Linked DNA regions of Sus scrofa: all the other regions are linked to region 2. The links are chromatin contacts, called in public HiChIP or PLAC-seq maps. All regions are on one chromosome and are shown on one strand. The core of a region is the stretch at or near the end of the contact, and the rest is flanking DNA. Distances in the headings are between cores, read along the strand shown.

Region 1 (3,078 bases), core at 103-2,602, 110 kb after region 2:
GCAAGGCCAGGGATCAAACCCTCAACCTCATGGTTCCTAGTCGGATTCGTTAACCACTGCGCCACAGCAGGAACTCCTCTGCCGCAGCCTTAGATTGGTCTAAATGATAGGGGATGGCCCAGAGAGGTAAGCAGCTCATCCAAGATCACACAGCCTGGCCTGGCAGAGCTGAGTCTGTCTCTCCCTCTCTTCCTCCTCTTCTTCCTCTCAGGTCCAGCCAAGCCACCTTTTCCCAATGGCTGTGCCTAACGGTCCTCTCTGCCCTTCCCGACCCCCACCCCCACCCCTGCCCCACGCCACCTCCCGGGAGGGGGCACAGGTGTGGCTGCCCAGCAGCTTGGGGCGCCTCGGGAATGAGGCTGGCTTTGTTGCAGCCCCAGCAGCTGTGGCCGTTTGAGTTTCCATTAAGCCGTTTCCGCGCCTTGAGCTGGAGCAGGAGGCTCGGCATTTAAAGGTCACCCGGCTTTTGAAGCTGCAGTGACATTAATAGCTTGGGAAGAAAGCAAGCCTGTGCGGGGCAGGAGGACAAGGCGTCTCTGTCAGCGCTGCCCCCCTCCCCTCCGCTGGGCGCTCACTCGCGTACACACACACACACACTTACACACTCGGACACTCCCCCGCAGCCCCCCCAGACCCTGACAGCCTCTCTCTGTCTCTTGTCCCCCACCCCCCTGCTCCCCTTGTGGGGCCTCTGCAGCTCAGAAGCCAAGAAGCTCGGCAGACTTCCCTGCGCCCTGCCCCCATCGCCTCTGAGGTGACAATTGGACAAGGATGCAGCTGCCCCGGGCCCCACAGCCTCTCCATTAACGCTGCCATTACCCACTTGAGGTTTCCCCAGGACTTTAAACCATGGTTACACAAGCATCCCCCGGGGGTCACATGACCTCCTTCTGGCCCTGCTGGCTTTTGCAGCCCGGATTCCTAATGAGACAAAGTAAGCCTGGGCCTGGTCTCAGACGGGAAATGTGAGGGCTGGCAGGCAGGGTGTATCATGCTTGCCAGTTCTAAGCTCTTGGTAGGAGCTTGCCCGGAGCGCTGGGTTGAGTTCCTAGGCTGTGCAGGTTCCACAGGACAATAGCTGGATGGATTAGTGATGTCTGTCAAGGACGTGGGATAGACATTAGTGGCCTGTGTGTCTTATATGTCCCACCTTGGGAATAAATGATTTCGAAACTCTTCCAGACTTGGGTTGTAAGACTTCTGGGGCAGCTGGGTGGCTCCTCTCCCTTCTAATCCGCCCCAGAGTGGGGGTGGGGCTGATTCCAGTTCTTGGAGAGAAGCAGCTCTGCGGTCCCTTTCCTGGGAGCAGCCACAGCCTGAGCCCTGGGACACCACCTAGTGGCCTGGCATGGCCATGCCATTGGTGCCATTGGGCTGGGCCCAGATCTTAGGCCACAAGGGACAGCCAGTTCCTCTGCAGGCTGTGATCACAGCAATTACAGATGGATCACAAGATCCGGTCTGTCCCTCCTCCCTGGGGGATTTTCAGAGGAGGGAGCCTGGGATGGGGAGGGACAGAGCTGGCCTTGGGCAGTCCCACCCCCTTCCAGAAGAGTGGGGGGCGGGACAGGAGAGGGCTGGCACCTGGGACCTCTGACCTCTCAGCCCAGCACCTCCTCCTGTAACCCTCTCCCTTTGGGGTTGAGTCCTGGCGCTCCCAGGAGACAGTAGAATCTCTATTCAGATCTTGCAGGGGGTTAACCTCCTGCTCCCCTGGAGCTGTCACTGGCTTAGAAGGACCAGCCTGCCATCAGCCTTGTGTGCCAGGGATGAGGCCCTCACACCGGGTGGCAGAGGGCCGCAGCAACTTAGCCAAGTCACTGGGCTGCCTTGGGCTTGGTCGGTTCACCTGTGAACTGGGGTCACAATACACCGTGCCCTGTATACGTGATAGATTTGTTGTGAGAACTAAACGAGGACCTAGTGGAGACAGGGCTTTGGAAATGAAGAAAGCACCCCCATCCCCACCCCATAGCCCAAGGGGGTGGGGAGGGGAAGAGAACCTACAGTTACCACCTCCACGTCTTTCCTTCCTTCTTATCCACCTGACCAGTATTTGTTGACCGTGCCTGGCACTGTTTTGGGGCACTGGGGATCGCAGAGCGAATAAAACCCTCTTGGAGCTACATTCTAGTCGGGAAGGTGGTCATTGATAACTAAACATATACTCTCTCTGGTGGTCGAGAGGAAAACAAAGCAGGGCAAAGGCGAGGGACCACCTTTAAAGGTGGCAGATGGGCTGGGTGCTGTTGGCTCACTGATACAGTGATGCTTGCGTAGGGACCACAGGGAGGGAGGGAGCCACAGAGATATTTGGGAGAAGAACACGGCAGACGGTGGAAAGACTAAATGCTGAGGCTTCTGGATGGAAGCGTGTGCGACTTGTGGGTGGAATAGCAAAGAGCCAGGGCGGCAGAGCGGGGAGAGCTAGGGCAAGGGAGAGGGGGGTGTCTGTGTGTGTGTCCGCATGGACGTGGTGTGTGGGCAGTGTCAGAGAGGGGCCACGGTGACTGAGTTCTTGCCACGTGCCTGACCCGTGGGGTCTGATGGCCCACAGCAGGGCTCCGGGTTGTGTCCTGAGGACATGGAGAGCCACTGGGAGGGCTGGAGCCGAGGAATGTCGTGACTGCCATGATATGGTCTGTGGGGACGTGATGGGGTGAGGCCAGGACACCGAGAAAGGGCTGGCAGCAGTGCAGGTGAGGAGGGATGGCTGGATTCTGGAATCCTTTTGAAGACAGAGAAGACGGGATTTGCTGCGATTGGAGGGGAGCACTCAAGGAGGGTTCCCAAGATTTTGGCTTGAGCCAAAGAGAGGCAAGGTTGGCTGGAAAGGAAACCTTGGGTGGAAAGGAATCCCAAAGTCAGATCACCTGTTACGTTGGAGCTGCTATTGAACAGCCAAGTGGAAGCAGTCGGTCTGCTGTGCAAGTGTGGAGTTGAAGGGCGTGTTCCCGGTGGGACCTCAGGGCAAGAGAAATTGAGGAGCCAGTATTTTCAGGGTGTGGATGGTATGGAGAGTCATGGGGCTGGATAAGCTTGCTCAAGGTGGAGTTCCTGTTGCAGCTCAGTGGGCTG
Region 2 (2,998 bases), core at 5-2,504:
CTGTAAACAGCATCACATCACTGGGGAGAGGGATTGATGCGAATAAATAAAAATGAAGAAAATCATCCTCTCAATCAGGGTGCAGACCTGTTTCAGCATATTTATGACAGGGTTTTTTTTTTAATTTGAATTCACCATTAATATTTTAAAATCCCAGTATTTCATATAAAAATCCAGATTTCAGATGGCTCCGTGGCAAAATGTAACAAGTTCTTATCTCCCTGGACCAACATGCTGGCGAGATGAGTCCTTAAGCCGCCACTTCGGTCTCCAGTGGTCACAGAAATCCTCACACATCCACTTTGCTCATTCATATTACCTGAGAGATTTGCTAATGAGTTCCAAAAAAGGAAGGAACGTCAGGATTCTGCAATACAAACAGGAGGGCGCGCGTCTTTTTCGTTCTTTGAAAGACGTTGTAGAAATAACAGACACAATTCATTCTGCAAACCTTCACTGGACCTCTCCGCTGCGCTGGGCCCTGGCGATAGGTGATTTAAAAAAGAAGCAGAGGTCTGGGTCCTGGTTGGCTGATGCCGCCAGGAATTACCGCCACGAGCACAAGGAGCGTTGAACTGAGGTCAGTTCTGAACCGAAGGTGGAACGGTACTTAGCGTAGAATATTTATTAAAGCGTCTCAGCCAGGTTCCCCTGCATTAGACAGTCGTCCAAGCAGTCCACGGCCCGTTCGCAGATGGGGCGGGAAGACAAAGTCACGTCTCGGCTCCGCGTTGATTCACCCGCAACGCGACTCCTGAACGAGGTGCACTCTCCAAGGATGCCCGTGTTTCCGGAGCAACCGCCTGGTCCCTCCCCCTTTGACTCCGCCCCCGGCAGTCTTTCCCGCCAAAGGCCGTTAACAGCGCAGAGCATGGTGGGACCTAGCTTTAGGCTAGGTTTCACCAAATACTTTCAAGACGCCGTTTTTTTGAGAGAAACATTCCTGAGGAAACTGCTGATTCTTTAGGATTCGACAGAGATTAATAACCCCTTTTACGAGAGCTCTATATTTAATTTTGCCACAAGGCTGGTCACTCCCTTATTAAACCCCTCGACAAATCGGGAAGGCGGGAACTTTTTTCCCTTCGCGCGGAGGGTGACGTCGCGCTTGCGCGAGCGTCACTCTCGCAGCACCCGTTACGCTCTTGCGCGTGCGTAGTGAGATCGAATAGCTGCTTCCTCCCGCTTCTCTTCCTCCCTCCCCCCCATATCCGTGCGCCGAGCTGATAAAGGCGCCATTTTGGAGGGGCCGCGGGAGACGTGGTGTCGCTGCGGGCTCGCTCTCCCGCTCGCTAGGCTTGGTGGGAAGGCCTGTTCTCGAGTCCGCGCTTTTCGTCGCCGCCATGTCGGGAGGTGGTGTGATCCGTGGCCCGGCAGGGAACAACGATTGCCGCATCTACGTGGGTAACTTACCTCCAGACATCCGAACCAAGGACATTGAGGACGTGTTCTACAAATACGGTGCTATCCGCGACATCGACCTGAAGAATCGCCGCGGAGGACCGCCCTTCGCCTTCGTTGAGTTCGAGGACCCGCGGTGAGGCGGCCAGGGGCTTGCGGCCTTGAGGAAATAGGTTGGAGTAGTTGGGGAAGGCTCCGGGGCCTTCACTTGGGGAATGGGGCGGTGGGTTCTTGGGTTGGGGGCCAGACGATATCGCCCATGCAGGAGTCGAGTAAGGAGCCGAGTCGGCGTGGCTCCTCTGGTGGCCGGGCCCCACGGACGTCCCTAGAGCCGACTCGCAGGCTCGGAGCGGGAAACTGAGGCGCCGAGGGCTGCTGGAGTGGTCGGGAGCCTGGCGTGCTTCTGGGTGGGGGAGGGGCCGTTCCTATTATGCGGCGCATGTGGGCTCTTCCACCCCGGTGCGCATGTGCGGGGGCCCGCTCGCTCCCCGGCGGAGTGAGCCGCCCCTCCTGGCCCTTTTTTTTTTTTTTTCTTCTTTTCCTTACCCCTTGGCTTTCTCTGGTCACGCAGAGACGCAGAAGACGCGGTGTATGGTCGCGACGGCTATGATTACGATGGATACCGTCTGCGGGTGGAGTTTCCTCGAAGCGGCCGTGGTACCGGCCGAGGCGGCGGCGGGGGTGGTGGCGGCGGGGCTCCCCGAGGGCGCTATGGCCCCCCATCCAGGCGTTCTGAAAACAGAGTGGTTGTCTCTGGTGAGTTGGCGGGTCCGTGCGGATTGATGATAAGGGGACCGCACACCGTTTTGAAGTTTTTCTTGGTGTTTTCATGCCAGGTCTTCACTTAAACCGGAGTGCCTTGGGTGACTTTAGTTAACAAGGACTACTCTATTTGAGACTTAGCGAATTAGGTTGCAGTACCTAGAAGATAAGAAGAGCCTTAACTTTACAAATAATTTTGGACTCTTGATTCCGAACTCTTTTAACAGCTCGTTAAACGGGATGTTAAAGACCGTTGGTTTTAAGTCTTGTTTTAATGTAACCTTTATGTTTAATGTGAAACTTAGGATAATTGGTATTGAAAGAAAACGCACTTTTTCAGGACTGCCTCCAAGTGGAAGCTGGCAGGATTTGAAGGATCACATGCGTGAAGCAGGTGATGTATGTTATGCTGATGTTTACCGAGATGGCACTGGTGTCGTGGAGTTTGTACGGAAAGAAGATATGACCTATGCAGTTCGAAAACTGGATAACACTAAGTTTAGATCTCATGAGGTAGGTTATATTCTTTTCCTTGGCCAGAATTGGATACAGTGGTCTTAACAGTGGAATTTGAAGGTAAGATTCAGGCAAGGGTGTCCAAGTAAAAACCCAGTAAAGTGCCAGATTTCTGGTTTGAGTTACGTTGATTCATTCAGCATGCCTGAAGACAGGTGAAAGCTTAGATCTTTCAATCGAAAGTTCTGTCTATCCAATAGGGAGAAACTGCCTACATCCGGGTTAAAGTTGATGGGCCCAGAAGTCCAAGTTATGGAAGATCTCGATCTCGAAGCCGTAGTCGTAGCAGAAGCCGTAGCAGAAGCAACAGCAGGAGTCG
Region 3 (3,144 bases), core at 328-2,827, 130 kb after region 2:
GGAAGGGAAGGCAGCCTAGAGGCAGTGAGAGCCAAGCTTGACCTGATGAAGCAGAGGATAGGAGGGCAAAGGGCACAGCATGTGCAAAGGCCCAGTGGCAGGAAAGAGCGGGCCATTTGGGGGAACTCCAGGAAAGGTGGAATGGCTGAGTGAGGCTGGAGAGTCCAGCAGATCGGGGAGGGCCTTATGGGTCCTCCAGGGAGCTTGGATCTTATCCTGCAGCCAACAGGGACAAGCTGGACAGTGATGTGTCAGGTTCTAGGAATCTCACCCTGGCTGCTGGGGGCATTCAGATTTGAGTGGGAGGTTGGGGCAGGAATGGTCTGGCTCCCTGCTGCCACTCCAATCCCTGGGGTGCCTTTGAGACGGCAAATGGAGCAGGGTTTGGGAGCTGGCCGTGCTGGGGCACAGAGAGGCAGGGCCATCCCAGGGGAGCCTGCCTGGGATGCCAGGATCCCTGGGCACAAGTTTTACCAGGATGATCTGTGTCCCGGGACAGGCCTGACCCCATCTGAGCTTCAATGTCCAGTCTTTACCAAAAATCCTGCCTGGAAGGCTTGTGGCCGAAATCCTTCTGGGCTCTGATATTCTTTGGGTCCACGTGGGGGTCTGATGGGGCATGAAGTTCAAGTTCTGGGGTCCAGAGGCAGAAGCTCTGGGCCAGGAGAGCCTCCCCAGCTTTCTCTCTCTTCCCCTCCCCCAGCCCGTCCTTTCCTCTCTGTCCTGAGCCATAGACCAACCCTGAAGCCCAGAGGCACCCCTCCTCACAGGCCACCTGCTGTTCTTCCGCTGAAATTACAGCCTTGGAAGTTTTTTATTTGCCTCTCAGCTCATTTCTGACATTCCTTTCTGACCACAATGGAGTTGCCTGGCCGCCTGCGCTCAGGGGCCCCCTGGCTCTCGCAGCTGTGTGCAGATCCGCTCTCATCCGCCGATGCCCCGGGCAGGGGGACTGGGAGGGGGCTGAGCCCCGCAGCCGGGACACTCAGCCTCCTGGTCTTTGGCCCCTTCTCACTCGAGTTCTCAGTAACAGATGGCTAGAGGGGTCCAGCTGCAACTCTGAGGCTCCCCTCCCCACAGCTTTCCAGGGTGGCTCTGGCTGGGGTTGAGTTGGGGGACCCATGTCCTGGGTGAAGTCCCTGAGGAAGGGTGGCGACCCTGGAGAGGATTTCCCCAGGGTGCCAGGTCGACCAGAAGGGGTCCTCAAGTCCCTGAGAGGCAACGGCCAGCTGCTTCTCTGACTCTTTGGTCTTTAGAGAAAAATGAAGCCGCCAACAGTGGCGGGAGGCGAGAAGGAAGCGTGCCTGGGCTACATACGATGCAGGCTCTTCTCCAGACCCGTCCTGCATCTGCACAGTGAGATGGGCTGGGGTTCCCTGGCTCCCGTCTGCGGGCCGGGCTCCCACCACGCACTTAGCAGCTAGTTATCCTGTCTGCTGCCACCCCCGCCCTGCCCCCTCAGCCTGCCAGGCCACCCGCCCAAAATAGAAAAGGAAAGGAAGTTATTTCCATAGTCAGTGGCAGCCCGGAAAAGCTCCCCTCCAGTGAGGGGGCGGGCGGGATTCCTGGAGCTGGAGACCAAATCAAAGCCAGACCCGAGGGAGAGTGGCCCCCACCTCCCCGCCGGCCCTCCTCGGCTGCCTTCTCTGTGTGTCATTTCCCTGATTCAGCAGAACACGTGTCCTGCGGTTGCCACGCTGCAGGCTGCCGAGGAGCCGTGGGGAGCTCCTGGCTGGGGCCCCAGGCTGCCCTCAGGCCAAGGATGGGAGGGCGGGAGGTTGGGGATCAGGCAGGGCGCACGCCGGCCGCGGCCTCCTTCCTCTCCCACCCACCTCGCTGCTGGCCTTGCCTGGCCCAGGAGAGCGGCGCCCCCGGGCCCCTTGGAACAAGACCCCTTCCAAGCCCGCACCTCCATGTACCTCAACAGCCTCCAGAGGGGCTCCTCTATGCCTGGGCAGGGTGGGGGAAGCAGTTTGTAGATGAGGAAGCTGAGCCCCAGAGGGGACAGGGTCTCACCGGGGACGACCGGGACTACTGTGCTGGCTTGTGGCTACACCAGATCTGGAGCCTGCCCTCCCCTGCCCTGTGGGGATCTTGGTATCCCCACATCCCCCAGCCCCAGCAAACCAACACTGGGGCGGGCTGGGCTGTTGGCAGCTCTGTCTGTTCCCCTTGGAGTATACCTATTCGCAGCCATAAGCTCATGTCGTGCTGGGTGCTGGGGACAGAGCGTGAAAGCATATGATCCCTGCAGCCATGGCTGAAACCACAATAGCCAGCATGGACATGACCCCTGTAACCATGTCTGAGACCACAACACCTGGAGTTCCCGTTTTGGCACGACAGGATTGTGGCATCTCTTGCTGGGCGCGGGTTCGATCCCCGGTCGGCACAATGGGGTAAAGGCTTCAGGGTTGCTGCGTTCAGTGTAGGTTGCAACTGCAGCTCAGATCTGATCCCTGGCCCAGGAATTCCATAAGCCATGGGGTGGCCAAAACAGGGGAAAAAAAAAAAAAAAATCCCTAACACCCAACATGGAGATGACCTCAAGTCCATGTCTAAATCCACAACCAACGTGAGCGTCGTGAATACGGAGCTCTCTAGGCCCAGGGACCTTGAAGGTGCTGGGTGCTGGGAGCAGCGAAGGTCTGGTGCAGCAGGAGCCCGGCCCAGAGGCTGGGGGTGAGCCGAGGCCCGTTGAGACGGTGAGCTAGAGCACCGGGCCTTTGTGCCAGAGCCGTGGAGACCCAGGGAAGCCTTGGCGCGGGAGTGCCGTTCAGAGCATCGTCCTGGTGTGATGGGCCAGGACAGCTGTGTGTGGGCCTGACTGTGTCTTCCTCCTTGTCATCTCTCCTCTTCAGCATCGATGTGCTGGGCTCCGTGCCCCCTTCCAGCCAGAGGCGCTATCGGAACTGGAACCCCCCACTGCTAGGCAACCTCCCTGAAGACTTTCTCCGCATCCTGCCCCAGCAACTGGACAGCATACAGGTAGTGGGGCGTCCCCTCCAGCCCTGGCCTGGGCGGCATCTCTGCTCACCCACACCATTCCTGCCAGGCCGGGTGTTTAAGCCCAGGCAGAGCTATTTTTGATGCTTGTGATTGTAGGGGGACAAAAATGCTGAAGCAAAAGCCTCATCTCCTGTC

Evidence for each region. HiChIP or PLAC-seq counts read pairs in DNA pulled down with a chosen protein or histone mark.
Region 1: a contact with region 2 is called in an H3K27ac HiChIP or PLAC-seq map of skeletal muscle. The contact joins the enhancer-like site here to the promoter of SRSF1 in region 2. A contact is called at or near these places in 6 of 47 Hi-C or Micro-C datasets (embryonic fibroblasts, heart right ventricle, liver and 1 more) and 2 of 2 datasets of contacts at active chromatin or transcription factors (alveolar macrophages and skeletal muscle).
Region 3: an H3K27ac HiChIP or PLAC-seq map of skeletal muscle shows a contact between it and region 2. The contact joins the enhancer-like site here to the promoter of SRSF1 in region 2. A contact is called at or near these places in 17 of 47 Hi-C or Micro-C datasets (blood, embryonic fibroblasts, fetal liver and 7 more) and 2 of 2 datasets of contacts at active chromatin or transcription factors (alveolar macrophages and skeletal muscle).

Annotation. Positions count from the first base shown.
Region 1 is chr12:34,172,820-34,175,897 of Sscrofa11.1, reverse strand. No RefSeq gene overlaps it. Among named protein-coding and RNA genes, the nearest start is that of CUEDC1, 6.6 kb to the right of the region's middle. Within about 2 kb of position 1,352, at least 42 of the 83 cell types and tissues checked have an H3K27ac peak or open chromatin away from gene starts, as enhancers often do. A contact at or near this core is called in skeletal muscle, where this site is marked.
Region 2 is chr12:34,280,374-34,283,371 of Sscrofa11.1, reverse strand. It overlaps SRSF1 (serine and arginine rich splicing factor 1), which reads left to right and starts at 1,254. Exons shown (of 4, transcript NM_001038007.1): 1 at 1,254-1,537; 2 at 1,973-2,157; 3 at 2,504-2,676; 4 at 2,880-2,998. The coding sequence starts at 1,344. LOC110256034 (a long non-coding RNA gene) reads right to left here and starts at 1,964. Exons shown (of 2, transcript XR_002337195.1): 1 at 1-1,964.
Region 3 is chr12:34,155,449-34,158,592 of Sscrofa11.1, reverse strand. It overlaps CUEDC1 (CUE domain containing 1), which reads left to right. Exons shown (of 11, transcript NM_001243919.1): 3 at 2,862-2,988. Among named protein-coding and RNA genes, the nearest start is that of CUEDC1, 11 kb to the left of the region's middle. Within about 2 kb of position 1,577, at least 65 of the 83 cell types and tissues checked have an H3K27ac peak or open chromatin away from gene starts, as enhancers often do. A contact at or near this core is called in embryonic fibroblasts, fetal liver, liver and 4 more, where this site is marked.